Linked DNA regions of Mus musculus: regions 2 and 3 are each linked to region 1. The links are chromatin contacts, called in public promoter capture Hi-C maps. All regions are on one chromosome and are shown on one strand. Each heading gives the region's core, a stretch centred on a gene start, on an enhancer-like site or on the middle of the called end of the contact. The rest is flanking DNA. Distances are from core to core; before and after follow the strand shown.

Region 1 (4,493 bases), core at 1,472-3,971:
TTAAACAATGTATCCTGGGAAGGAAGAGCTTGCTAAGACTTGTAGCCAATTCCTTAGCAGCTGGCAACAAAGTTATCATTGTATGACCTTCATGGCTCACCAAAAAAAAAAGCAAAACTAGCAAAAGAAACATTTTCCCTGGGCCTGAAATGTTAGAGAAATTTGTCACAGAGATATAATAACAATTTTGTTTAACAATGGCTGATTATTTATTTACTTATTTAGGGTCAAGGTCTCAGTATGTAATCCAGGCCTCTTGCCTCAGTTTCCCATGCACTGACATTACAGGCACATACTATTAAACATGGCTTTCTCCATGATTCTGAAGAAAAGCATTATTGAAGAACATGCTTTTTATGTATGTTTCGAGATAACGTCCCAACCTCGTGGCCCAGGCTGTCCTCAAACTCATGGTATAGACTATGCTGGCCTCTAAATTGCAGGGATCCTCCTGCTTTAGCACTAGAGGTTTGACCACATTTGACGTGGAATACATTCTTTTTGTTGGTAGTGTGTGTGTGTGTGTGTGTGTGTTTCTAGACAGGGTTTCTCTGTGTGGCCTTGACTGTCCTAGAACTAGGTCTGTAGACTAGACTGTCTACTAACTCCTGAGAACCAACACTTCTGCCCCCAGAAGCTGAGATTAAGACTGTATGCCATGACTGTCTGGCATGAAACCCATTTGCTGGGTTACAGTTTGTGCTAATTCTCACAGAGTGAAGGGCTGCCTCAAGTTAGGTGGGGTTGGTATGCGGATGACTACAGCTGAAATCACTTGAGGAACTCTGACGTTAGCCAGGACCAGCGGGCCTGCATTTTCCTGTCTGCAGCAAACAGATTCTTGTGGGAAGACTCTCCTTCAGATAAGAAAACCAGAAAGTATCCTTGCTGGCCAGAGACTTAGATGGGGCTACAATGAACGTTTCCTAACAAGCTCCTTGAAGTAATCCTTAGCTTCTACTAGCTTCTGTCTGTCCCCATCTTTTTAGTATCTTTTAGTAACAGCCCTAGAACTTGCCTTCTAATACAAATATATGTTCGCTCTGTAATTCCTCAAGAGTTTATTGTTCTTATCTAAGACAGTATACAAGCTTCTACTGTTTTTATTTTTATTTTTTATGTGTACGAGTGATTGTCAGTGTAAGTATATGCCATCTGTGTGTGTCTGCAGAGCCAGTCAAGAGTGAGCTTAGATCCCCTGGAGCGGGAGTTACAGGCAGTTGTGAGGGGTCCACAGTCATGCTGGGAACTGAATTTGAGAATAGTAAGTGCTCTTAACTGCTGTTACCTCTGGTCAGTTAAAAACAAATAAAACCCCGTTTATCTATTTCTTTAATGTGTGGTTTGTAACGTGCATGCATGCGTACATCACATCCTTGCTTAGTGATCTGGGAGGCTAGAAGAGAGCATCAGATTCCCGTGCAACAGTTGTGAGCTGCTGTGTGGGTCTTCTGGAAGAACAGCCAGCGCTGACTTTCTGTTTCAAAGCTCAAGACAAAAAGTTTTCAAGCAAGGAGTCTGAGGAGCGCCAAGAAGATGTTAATGTGCGCTCAGCGGTTTGGCTTTTCCATGGTGGGAACTGAACACGCCAGGCGAGCACTGGAACTGAGCTACACCCCCAGCTCAGAAGTCACATTTCTGTTCATCATCTTTCCGATATTATACCTGTAACAAAACCACGTATTTCCCATCCTTTATCCCGTTTCTCAATACTCTATCACAAAGGGAGTATTGGGAGTGTGTATATCGTAATGGAAGACACCCAAAGCAGCTGATTTTTTTTTTTCAGCCCAAAGTTTTCGAAGGCTGACGCCCCAACACATGAGGTTTTTAGGTTTACGACTTTTACGCTTTGGTGCCTGTATTTGAATTGTAATTTCTAGTCTTTCTTTTCCAGACCAACACTATCATCTATAGAGCGCATGAATAACAGTTCATAAATCCTGAGTAGCGCTGCCGGTCAGCGTGGAGCTGCCTTAGTGCTAAGGCTCCTCTTCTCTGCCCCTTCCCCATGTTTGGTTACAGAACTTTCTGGCAGGGTCGGGCACTCTATGGACCTGTAAAGCACACTCCTTGAAGGCACAATCCATTTTCCTTCCTCTACGCCCCCTCTTTCCATCTTGTCTCCGAGGTCAAGTCTTGCTGTGAGTCTTAGGCTGACTTGGAATCTGCTCTGTAGCTCACACCGGCCGGGAGCGGAGAGCGGTCTGAGCTCTGGAATGGCGTTTCTCCGAGAAAGTGAAAAGCCACTACTGTGTTTTCTGACCCAGCGTGTTAGAGAGGACAGGGAGGACACAGATGAAGGCTTAGGCGCGCCTAAGTTGGAGGACCGGAGCCTCACGGGGGCGGGCGAGCGCGCCGAGCCCTCCAGCCGGTGACTGAACAAGGAACCTGTGAGGTAACAATGGAAGAAGCCTGCGCGCCGCCAGCTCCAGAACCATCCCGTGCGGGCGTGGTCCTAAGTAATAAGCAGTCCCTCAGCCAGCCGCCTCCAGAAGCCGCCGGGTCACCCGCGCATCCCCGCCCTCGCGAGGTCCTGGCGCCAGCCCTTCCCCCCCAAGGCGCGACCCCTGCCGCCCGTGCGCTTTCCGCGCCGCGCGCTAGTGCGCAGGCGCCTGGCCCTCGGCCGTTGGTGTTCAAAGGCCGCCCGCGCTCTCTCATTGGCGGAGGCGGCGCGGTTGAAAGTCGCTGCGGCGCCGCCGGCCCCGCCCCCGCCGGGCACCTGAAGACTCGGGCGAGCGCCTCGCAGTGTCCGCACCAGGCTGCCCGGGAGCCCTCGCCGTGCGCGCCGTCGCCCGCCTCGCCCGCCTCGCCCGCCTCGCCCGCCTCGCCCGCCTCGCCCGCCTCGCGGTGAGTACGCGGCTCCGCCGGGGAGGCGGCTCGCTGCCCCTCTTTCTCGAGCGCCCGCGGCCCCGGTGCGTTCGCCGCCGACTTGAGGATGGGGAGGCGGGCTGGGCTCCGGAGGGCGTGCGCTCGCCTCTCCTCGCTTCGCGCGCTCGCGGGTGGAGCAGCGGCGCTCCGAGCTACCGGCGGGATTGAGGTCGTAAGGGCCGGTAGGTGAGCCTAGCAGATCCCGCAGCACCGCGCGGGGCGAGTGAGCCCTGGGCATCCTGGACAAGAGGGTGTGACTGCCATCTTTGAGCCACTTCTTTGTTTGGAGTTCACGTAGGACTTATGCCCATTGTACAGATGTGAACCTTCATAGGTAAAACTGAGGCCTGCAGCGTTTCGGAGACCACCCAATGTGTTGATGGGAATAATTTAACGTAGTTTCGAGCTGGGGATATCTACGCGCGAGGATATTTCTAGTCGTCTTGCTGAGTTTAAATAAAACTTTGAAGCGGGGCATGAACGTGCACGCCTGTAACCCCAGCATGGGGGCAGACAGAGGCAGCAAGCTCTCCTGTGCGTTCCAGGTCGTCAGTGAGGACTACAAAATTAGTCTCAAAAAACCCACCAAACCAAACTATGAGTGTTTAGTTCCCATCATTGGTTAATCTTGTCCAGAGTCAGAGATTCGTTATGTTGTAAAAAGTCCTTTGTGTGGAAATGGTTGGGACTTTAAAGATGAAATATTTACTGCAGGCAAAATCTGAAACATTAAATTGTTTTACTTTTAGAATAACAAAGGATCCTGGAAAAGTTGGAGAAGATAAAGTACACCCAGTGTCCAGATCAGGAGATTGACAGACCAGGTAAGCTCTGGGAAGTTAACTGGATACGAAGAAACATCAGGATATTAGAGTGTGTGATTCCTGGGCTATGATGAAAGATTGAAAAATCTCTTGAAAAAAAGATGTATATTGGAAGTGTATAAAATTTTAACCATCTTATGGAGGAAGCATAAAGTGAGAAATGACCTAATCTAAAAGGTATTCAGTTTTTTGTTTGATTCTCCCCCCCCCCCCAAAAAAAAAAAAAAAACCAAAAAACAAAAAACCATGGTTTCTCTGTGTAGCCCTGGCTGTCCTGGATAATTGCTCTGTTGACCAGGATGGTCTTTAACTCAGAGATTCCTCTGCCTCCCAAGTGCTGGAGCCAAAGCCATCACTGCCTGGCTAAAAGATTTTCACTTTTATCTAACAGACATTTTATAAGCATGTGTGGACGTCTTAAGTCATGCACACAAAATGGTATTGCCTTACACGTTTGCACGCTGCATTTATTATTCAAGCTACCTTTATTCCTTTTTGCCCAGTATTACACATTGATCTACATTTTTAGTGAGCCAAGGTCCTGTATTTTAACCTGGTAAAAAGTAAAATTTTGACTTTGGGTAATATATATATACTGACATTGCAAATATGTTGCTGAATGTTTTCCATCAAATATATTTTCACTTTGAAAAACTATTTTTTGAATACTGTGTTTTATGTATATTGGTAGACACACTGTTTTCACATTAGTCTTCACATGCACACTAGGAGAGGGCAACAGATCCCATTTCAGGTGGTTGTGAGCCACTGTGTGGCTGCTGGGAATTGAACTCAGGA
Region 2 (4,493 bases), core at 894-3,393, 710 kb before region 1:
GTTTGTTTTTTAACCCCAATTCCTATCCCCTCCAACCAAAGTAGCCTCTTGGAGTACTACTGCTTCACTGGACACACTGGAAAATGTAGGTATAATTTTTGCAAGTGTAGCCATTAATTAAACTGTAGAGTACCAGCTGTAAGCGACCAGACCAGAAGGCTCTGGAGATTTATTCTCATGAGTGGAGAACCTAACGGTCACCCAGAGGGCAGGGGTGAATGGCAGTCTCTCTAGGGTCGTCACAGTCTGGTTCCTGTTGGTGCCATGGATGCTCCGTGGCTTTCTGACTTAGTAACTGGAGTCCAAGAGACTGAAGTCAGTTTTCATGATCCTAGGACTTATCAATTCCTAATGAACTTATCTTTTCAAGAGCCGTTTTTATGGTCCTATCCCATGAAGAAAGAGGACCTATATAAATCAGTAAATAGTCTAGTAAATAAGTTAAGCAATATTATCATCAACATATGAAATCAAGCAATGAAATGTTTATTTCCAATTTCTCTGTAAACCTGTAGGGTTTATATAAATACAAACACAAGCCTAAGTTGAATAATCTGAACTTGAAAGTTTTTTCGACCAAACCTACTTTAAATTATAACCCAAAAGTCACTAAGAAAGAAAAAATCTAAAAAGTCCCACTGTTGAAAGCATAGCCTAGTGAAACTCAAAATACCGTGATCCCTACCTCAAGTGTGGGACTCACTCACGCGACTACAGAGGGATCCAGTGAGTGCTGTTAGCCACAGGACCACGGAGAGATTTCCCAAGGAGGAAGCCTCACACGGTGTTTCTTGACGACTGATTGGTAAAGTGCCTTTCAGTATCATCAGTCAGTCATTACTGCCACCTGGTGGACATTCTAACTAGCCTTAAGGCCATTGCCCAACGGGCTTCACTTAAAAACTAAAGGTAGGAAAACATTTCTATTATTTGGTAACATACTTCATTATCTTAGTTTCAGAAGGCCAAAATTCATACCATTCACTTACTCAAAGGCTATATACTTCATTTAAATACACACTGCGAATGGTTCAAATTACTTATAAAGCACTAGGCAGTGGCATTCAGACAAGACAGCATGATAGCACACATGAAAATTCAAATTATGCAAGCAATACTCAACCAGACTTCAAGTCATTCAACAATATTTTTATTTTTCATATTTCCATAATCAGGGCTAATTTTTCAACATGTGGGTGCCAGGGATTGAATTGAGGACATGAAGCTTGGTGCCACTGAGTCATCATAGCAGCCCTCAACAGTTTGCTTATAGCAGCTTAAGTAGCTGTGACTCCCCAAAATGGGATTAAAAGCATGCACCACCGCACCTGGCTTCTTAACTCCTTTTATTTTTTTATTTTGTATACAGGTGTCTAGCTAGCACAGACATCTATGTGTCGCACGTATGCCTGATGCCCAGAAAAGGGTAACAGATCTCCTGGAACTGGAAGTGCAGGGTTGTTGAAGAGTTGTGAACTACTATGTGGGTTTTGGGAATAGAACCTTGGGGACCTCTGAAGAGCAGCCAATTCTCCTAACCACTGGGCCATCTCATCTCTTCAGCTACATTCTCAACAATCTATAATACAAAGGCCTTTGTACTATTTGAAAATCTAAATTTCAGACGTCAGTGGTCCTACCTAATAAGATGTAAATCTTAACAAAAACAATGTATGACTGTTAACTACGTCAAAGTGAAACTTGTTTAGCAAAAAAAGGCAAAAACATCAGGATATATCAATGTCCAAAACCATCAAGAGCTACTTATGTAAGAAATATCTTCAAATCAACACTCAGAAATGGAATCTCAAGTATCTAGATAATGAAAGGTTATTCAATATGTAATCTAACAAATGTAATTAAAATGAACACTACTTTTGTCACCTTCCAAGCTGACAAAAAATTAAAATGGAAAACCCTATAATATTATAAAAGTGTTTGCCAAAGTCAAAAAAGAGAAACCCTTGTATACTGATAGAAAACTGCAGACCTTGAGCATACATATAAGTTTTGCCAGCCAACAGACAATACCCACCCCCATAGATTTAACGATTAAAATAGCACCTGCTATTTTAGCTTCTGTGGGTGAGATGCCCAGACATGTCTTGCTTGAGTGTCTTCAAGTCAAAATGCTGTGGTCGAGGGTTAGCTGGGACTGCCATCTTATGGACCGTCAAGGAGCTACAGAGAGCTTCAGAAATTGGGTTAGGCCAGATCTGACCTTCTTGTACCAGGACATACTGGAATATGACTGAATAGGATGTCTATAGTTGATGGTTGTTAAGGGTAAGAGACATGGATCCCATTGTTTAGAATGGAGTGTGTAACCCAATGCGGGTAAGGGGGCCTAGGTTGCAAGGTGCAGTCTGTGTGTACAGACGTGTATATAATAGCCTTAGGATGCCGGGTGTGTTATTAGAATCGGGTATATGCACAGTCAAGTAGATTCTTGCATACCTATTGCCTAGATAATGGTTTATTGAACTGCTTTCCAGTAAATATAGTTAAGATGTAAGAAAAATTGCTGACTCTAGTGTGTAAATACACAAGACAAAGCATTGGCATTTTGTAATTCCAAAATGTAAAAAAAATGCTCAGCACAAACACATATGCCAATCAGAAGACTACAGGAAGTTACTGAGGTCTCAATGGCTAAAGCTAGGATAATTCTAACAAGATATACCCCAGAATCCATACCGAGTTAAATGATTGAATAGTACACAGGACAAGTCTCCCATGTGCATCAATTTCAAATAGTTTATGGACTTTACTTTCAGGAGTAGAAAAACTCACTTCCTCTTAGCTATGAGCTGTACACAATGATTTTCTTCTGAAGGAAGGGGAGGGGGAGGAGTCAATTTACAGGATAATAAGAAATCCATCTAGCATGCTTAAGGCCCTGGGTTTGATCCCCAGCAAAATACAGAAAACACACACACACCCAGATACTCAAAAGTAGAAGGTAAGATGACTGAAAAAACAGTTTCTTTTTCTGTCTTGTGCTAGTGTGGACTGAAACGAGGGCTTCAGGCATGTTAGACAGGTGCTATAGTACTGAGCTATGCCCTATGATTTCTCTATCTGCACCACAAGCCCAGCCTAGAATTGCTTATTTCACACTTCATAAACTAGCGCTAATGCATATTACCTCAAAGTACTGTGAAGAAGCTATAGGTACCCACTTATGTGAACTGAAAGTTGGCAATGTCTAAGAAGCACACCTAATGTGCTAATCCCAGCACATTAAAAGCAGGCAGCCCTGCTAGAAAAACATAGCTACTCAGACTACCCCACCCCTAAGCGCTTAGTCACTGAAAATTATGCCTTTTCCCCAGCCTCAACATCATTAGAATTCGCTGAGTATTTTCAGCACACTACTTTGCAATAAAAGATATCTAGACAGATAGATCTCTTGCCTTCATCAAGGCCTGCTTTCCTGGAACTGGTCAAATTATTTGAACATGTGACAAAAGGCCAGGCATGGTGGTACATATCTTTAACCCCAGCACTTGGGAGGCAAGGTGGATCTGAATTTGAGGTGGTCTATATAACAAACCCCACTCCATGCCAGATTACACAGTAAGACCCTGTCACAAACAAACAAAAAACTTCCCATGTGACAAACTGAGAAGCTGAGAATGACCAACTCTTACATATGTGATTTTTATGAAACTTTTTCATGATTCCTTCACAGGTGAGTCCACTGAGAGCTGTGCCATTTCTAAGTGACAGCGGTGCCTCATAAAGCAAAGTAAGGCAAGAATATGATCTAGGTCCTGACCAAAGGAAATCCAAAGAGAACCCCAACCCTCAACATTTTATAGAGCAAAAAGACAATGGCAAGAGAACAGACTAACTTGAAGGGGCATCCACTGCTCAGTTCAGCATGAAATTAAAATTTTAGTTGCTCAGCAAGCATCCTGCTAGGGCTGAATGTACACTCCCCAAACTGACATAAGGAAATCTAATCCTTATGTTACAGGCATTTCAGGTGGGGTTTCACGGAGATTAATTAGTAAATAGGTCATGACGGTAGAAATGAGTGCTCCAAGCTGACTCAGAAGGGGCTCACTCTGTGCCTGTGAGGACTCAGCAAGAATCTGCAAAGCTCTAAGGCCCTCCCCAGAGCGTAACCATAATGGAATCCTCCAGAAACAGCAAAGCTTACATGTTTATGTGGCCTGAACTTTCACAGCATCCTGCATTTAGATGAAAACCATTAAAAAAAGAGAGAGAGAGAGAGAGAGAGAGAGAGAGAGAGAGAGAGAGAGAGAGAAAAGGAACGACAAACAACTGAGTAAAGTTGGGAAAAGGAGACGTGGTGCTCCCCTCATCAACTGGGGATGTGCACAATCAATTGTGCAGTGCCAAACAGCCAGCCCTGAAAACATACATACAAGGACAGAGCAGGGTATATATGTGTACACATATATACATACAATAACAGCAAAAAAAGAAGCCATATATTTGAAGGAGCATGGGGAGGGGTACAT
Region 3 (4,493 bases), core at 1,020-3,519, 550 kb before region 1:
TTCTCTCCACTCTTGAAATGGATATGGGAAACTTGACCTTGTACGCCTATGTTAACATAGGAAACACCCTGACTTTGTCAAATCTTAAAACATACATCATAAGACCCTGAAGAGCATCACTGTTTTTAGTAAAAGTATTCATAGATACTTTCAGGAGACCCAAAGTACACAAAACACAGAACTCAGGGACTCTTTGAGTAAAACTAGCTTCAACTTAATTCTGCTATATCTACTGCTTGGCTTTCTGAGGTTATAGGTGCCAGAAAATCTAGAGGGTAATTTATGCTACATATTTAGGTACACGGGCTTGTTTTAAAAGTCTCACGACTAGCCGGGCATGGTGACGCACGCCTTTAATCCCAGCACTTGGAAGGCAGAGGCAGGCGGATTTGTGAGTTCGAGGCCAGCCTGGTCTACAAAGTGAGTTCCAGGACAGCCAGGGCCATACAGAGAAACCCTGTCTCAAAAAACAAAAACAAAAACAAACAAACAAACAAAAAGTCTCATGACTGATGTCACAATTCCTTGTACTGAAAACTCACGGCACCTAATGCAAAGGGACAACTGATTAGTTTGCTAATGTCATCAGACTTCAGGGATGTTTTGCTTATTGAGACGCTCCTATGATATCCCTCTACCGTGACACCTCTACAGAAAGTCTGACCAAGAGAAATTACCCTGTGTGTGATTGAATTTTCAAGGGCTTTGTTTGTCTTGTTCACCGATGTGGCTCCCATGTCTCTGACATTGTCTTGTATAGTTAAATGACACTCTAGACAGCTGGCTTTCATGTTAAAGGCTGGTCATATGAGCTTATCTAAAGGGCATGCCATCTGACTTTCTTGGGAGTGTTATTTATTGTCTTATCTACACATCAGTTTTAAGTACTCTCAGTTCTCTAAGGAATTGAAAATACACTCCTCCAAAGAATTTTCAAAATCTTCGACATATTGCCTATTAACCACTGAAGAGAAACATTCTCCGTGTTTGTTTATCATGGAACAGTTTGGAGAATACCTCTCCCTACTTCCATGGTTTTAGCTTTGGGTCAAGTGAGATTGTGTTTGAGAGTCCATATTCTCCCCCCATGGAAATAACACGCAGAGCTCCATGCAGTGTGTAAAGGAGTCTTACCATTACATCCCGCTTCTGGTTCAAGAACTTAAATTACTGAGCTGGGAGAGCAAAACAGCAGTCAAACAGAACTGAGCAACTTCTAAAAGTCCTGCTACGAAAGAAAACAGGTTGTGCTACATCTATATATTCTACACGGACGCATAGAGGCAATAGTCCAATCTTGATAAGATCATCTTTCTAGGAAGTCGGTGTGGCTTTCCGACAAGAACATGGCGTACATACTAGGTGATATTGTAGAATTCTAGTTTCTCCAAATCGATAAGGCTGATCCCGGCTATGTTGAAGTCACTAGTTTAAGAAACGCAACCTAGAGCGTCTAGGGAAGGATGGGAAAGCGATTCTTGTGAATTGTTGTTAAATTTTGGTTGCTTGTATTTAGGTGCTCACTGAAAAACTGTTTCCTTTTAGGTGGAGTGAGGCCAACCTGTTCACAGTCCTAAAGCCAAGACACCAGAATGGGTCTTTGTTTTCAGATGACACTTTGTTTCCAGGGGCCTTTTGACAGAAAGCAATTTTTGAATGGAACCACCTCCACCCTAAGTCCTGGGAGAAACAGTCAGTACAGAAACACCCAGCTTTCATGACCAAAGGCTTCTCCCTTCTCCCAGAGAGGCACCATTTGGGTGGAGATGACTAAGTGGAGCTGACCAAGGGTTCATAGCACTAGACGGTTTCTAGAGGCAGTTGAGGGTGTGGGGGTGGAGGTGGGGTGGGGTGCCAGGACTCTCTGAGCCTCTGGTCCACATACACCAAAGCTTTCCTCTCCCCACCCCCACTCCCGCACTCCTGAAAGGAGAAACAGCCTTCTGAATGTGCCAAGGCTTCCTCCTTTCCAAGTCAGCCCTGGGGCGGAAATCTGCGGGCTACACATTTAGGCATCTCCCCGAGAAGGGAGAAGGGAGAAGCCTTTGGTCATGAAGGCTGGGTGTTTCTGTACTGACTCTGTTTCTCCCAGGACCTAGGGTGAAGGTGGTTCCATTCAAAAATAAAATTTCTTGCTTTCTGTCAAAAGATGGCACGAGGCAGAGAGCCGGGGTTGGAGGTGGAGGACTTAGGCGAAGCCTGCGGTGGCCGTGATGCTGGCGCCCGCCCGCGGCAGAGGCCGGCAGCTGCGGCGATAACAGCGATAACGGCGCTGGGCTGCGGACGCAGGGACCCCGCGCGCGCGCGCGTGCGTGAAGGAGGCGCGCGCCCGCCCGCTCGGCGTGCGTGCGGCTGCGGGGAGTCCGTGTTCGCGCGCAGAGAGCGAGCGCGGGCCGCACCGTTGCGGGTACCACGGGCGCACGGGAGGTGAGTGCGGGGCGGGCGGGCGGGAGGCCGAGGCGGGGAGACGGTTGGGCGGCTGCCGAGCGCCCCTCTCTCTCGCGGCGCAGCCTTCTAGGTTCGTGGGTCGGGGCTTCGAGGCCCCGGGCGCCGCTCGCTCCTCCGTGGAGCGGGGCGCCGCGAGCTGCCACGCCCTGGGCTCTGGCCTCCGCGCCTGGTCTCGGGGCTGGGTCTCGAGGCTCCGGACGAGAGACTCGAGAATCTGGGCCACTTGGAGGGGCGTCCAGTGCTCTTGGCGAGCCGGGCCACCGCGGCCTCACGGATCCATCCTGCCCTGCCTTGAGCTATGTAAGCCTCGGGGGCCGAGGTAGTGGTGGCCTGGTTGTCACCGCGACCAAGGAGAAGTGGAGAATACTGTCCGCACGCCACGCCGATGGACCTGCTGCAGGCCCGGAGGGAGGAACGCACATTCTAGGCGGGAAAGGGCCTGTGGTCCCTAGGGTAGGAGAGTGCTTCCTGGGGGAGAGGTGGCGAGGAGGAAGGGAATGGGAGATTTGGAAAGAGGAGACTCCTAAAGATTAAGGCTACATTATTAATAAAAGGTCTGAGTGGAATGTACAAAGCATTGTAAAGGAACTCTTAGATGGAGGGAGCCTTACTTTTTCAGGCTGTAAAGGATGCGGCCAGCTGCAGCACGGAGAGCTAGCTGTGTTTGTGACTGCAGGACTAAAAGGTGCAGGACTAAAAGGCAGGCATTGATTTTTGACTTAAGTAGACCCCCCTCCCACAAACCCCGTTCCCAGCCTTTAGGAGAAGCAGCTTGCTTTGTTAGGAAACGCTACTGCCAAGTAAGGAATTGCCCAACGGTTTGTTTTTGGAGGGAGGTAGGACGATTTGCAGTCTTCACCCAGATGAAATCTGTGTTTTACCTTTGGGTGTCTAAGGCAGACGCAGGGAGTTTGAGCTCTCTGAAGTGTTGACACCTCATAACTCTAGGAAGGGGCCTTCCTTTTACTGAGAGAAAAGTGTGGCATTTTCTCTCTTTCACGTTGGAAGATTTGATTGAAATGAATGGCCACCAGGGAGCTGCAGCATTAAAAACTATTACATTATCGAAATTGTTCTTGGTTGTCGAATGGGACGAGAAGAGAGAAGAAGAAAGCATCCAGGCCTATCCAGAAAGGAAGAGCCAGCTGATGCTGATGCAGTTTGTCAGGGAGAGACCATTGATTTTAGCTGTGGTAGCATTATGATATAGTACTTAAAAAATATTTTCTAAAGCAAAATTTATGTGTTCTCTCTTCATGTATGCATGTGTACCAGAGGCATGCCTAGGGCCTGGTAAGGTCAGAAGTGGGGAGGGGGGCGGCACTGCACCCCCCAGAACTGAAGTTATGAATGGGAATAGACCCTCCACATGAGGGCCAGGAGCTGAACTCTAGTCTGCAAGAGCAACAAGTGTGCTTAACCACATGTCATCTCTCCAGCCTCGAGATAAATATTTCCTTAAATTCAGTTCTTTGCAGCAGATCTATTTTAACTAAAGCAGAGAATCAATCGCGCACGCGCTCTCTCTCTCTCTCTCATGTATTTATCTAGTGATATAATCTCATCTGAAATTCTGTAAGTGGATTTATCATGTTTTTAATTTGATCTTAGTTTTGCATTATATTAGCTGAAACTGCCCAATATGGTACCATATCTGGGTTTTGGGTATCACTGATATAAGCTACAAGCTTTAGTCTATTCTTATGTGTTTCTTTCCCCAGAAGGTTTGAAAAAGTGCAAGATTTAAGCTCTACTAAGCCATTTTGGATAATATATTTCCCCCCTAAAGTTGAATTTTTTTTATTAAGCACTGTGGTGCTTCAGGAAAACTTGATAACAGATTCTATTCAACCTTGAGTTTAGAGTAAATTCTTTATCTCTAATAAAATGCTTCTCTAGATGCCCAGCTTTCCCCTGAGGGGAGGGGCTCTTCTCTGTCCTGGTAAAGCTAGAATGGCACTTCAGAAATGCCCTTTTCCTATTTACACCTATACTCCGTCCATACAGTTTGCCGTGTGATAGGGACCTGCTCTGTGGTAAAGAGC

What was found. Promoter capture Hi-C pulls out the DNA fragments that hold promoters and counts their contacts. Capture Hi-C pulls out chosen DNA fragments and counts their contacts.
Region 2: a contact with region 1 is called in a promoter capture Hi-C map of embryonic stem cells, with 4 times the contacts expected there. The contact joins the enhancer-like site here to the promoter of Trim59 in region 1. A contact is called at or near these places in 4 of 39 promoter capture datasets (the 3T3-L1 cell line, cranial neural crest, embryonic stem cells and 1 more), 2 of 484 Hi-C or Micro-C datasets (both in embryonic stem cells) and 4 of 115 datasets of contacts at active chromatin or transcription factors (embryonic stem cells, extraembryonic endoderm stem cells and large pre-B cells).
Region 3: a contact with region 1 is called in a promoter capture Hi-C map of adipose tissue, with 2.6 times the contacts expected there. The contact joins the promoter of B3galnt1 here to the promoter of Trim59 in region 1. A contact is called at or near these places in 5 of 39 promoter capture datasets (the 3T3-L1 cell line, hippocampal neurons, liver and 1 more), 2 of 484 Hi-C or Micro-C datasets (embryonic stem cells and uterus) and 1 of 9 other capture datasets (adipose tissue).

The regions. Positions count from the first base shown.
Region 1 is chr3:69,042,970-69,047,462 of GRCm38.p6, reverse strand. It overlaps Trim59 (tripartite motif-containing 59), which reads left to right and starts at 2,721. Exons shown (of 3, transcript NM_025863.3): 1 at 2,721-2,850; 2 at 3,621-3,695.
Region 2 is chr3:69,753,016-69,757,508 of GRCm38.p6, reverse strand. No RefSeq gene overlaps it. Among named protein-coding and RNA genes, the nearest start is that of Nmd3, 33 kb to the right of the region's middle. Within about 2 kb of position 2,143, at least 32 of the 459 cell types and tissues checked have an H3K27ac peak or open chromatin away from gene starts, as enhancers often do. A contact at or near this core is called in embryonic stem cells, where this site is marked.
Region 3 is chr3:69,596,736-69,601,228 of GRCm38.p6, reverse strand. It overlaps B3galnt1 (UDP-GalNAc:betaGlcNAc beta 1,3-galactosaminyltransferase, polypeptide 1), which reads left to right and starts at 2,269. Exons shown (of 3, transcript NM_020026.4): 1 at 2,269-2,427.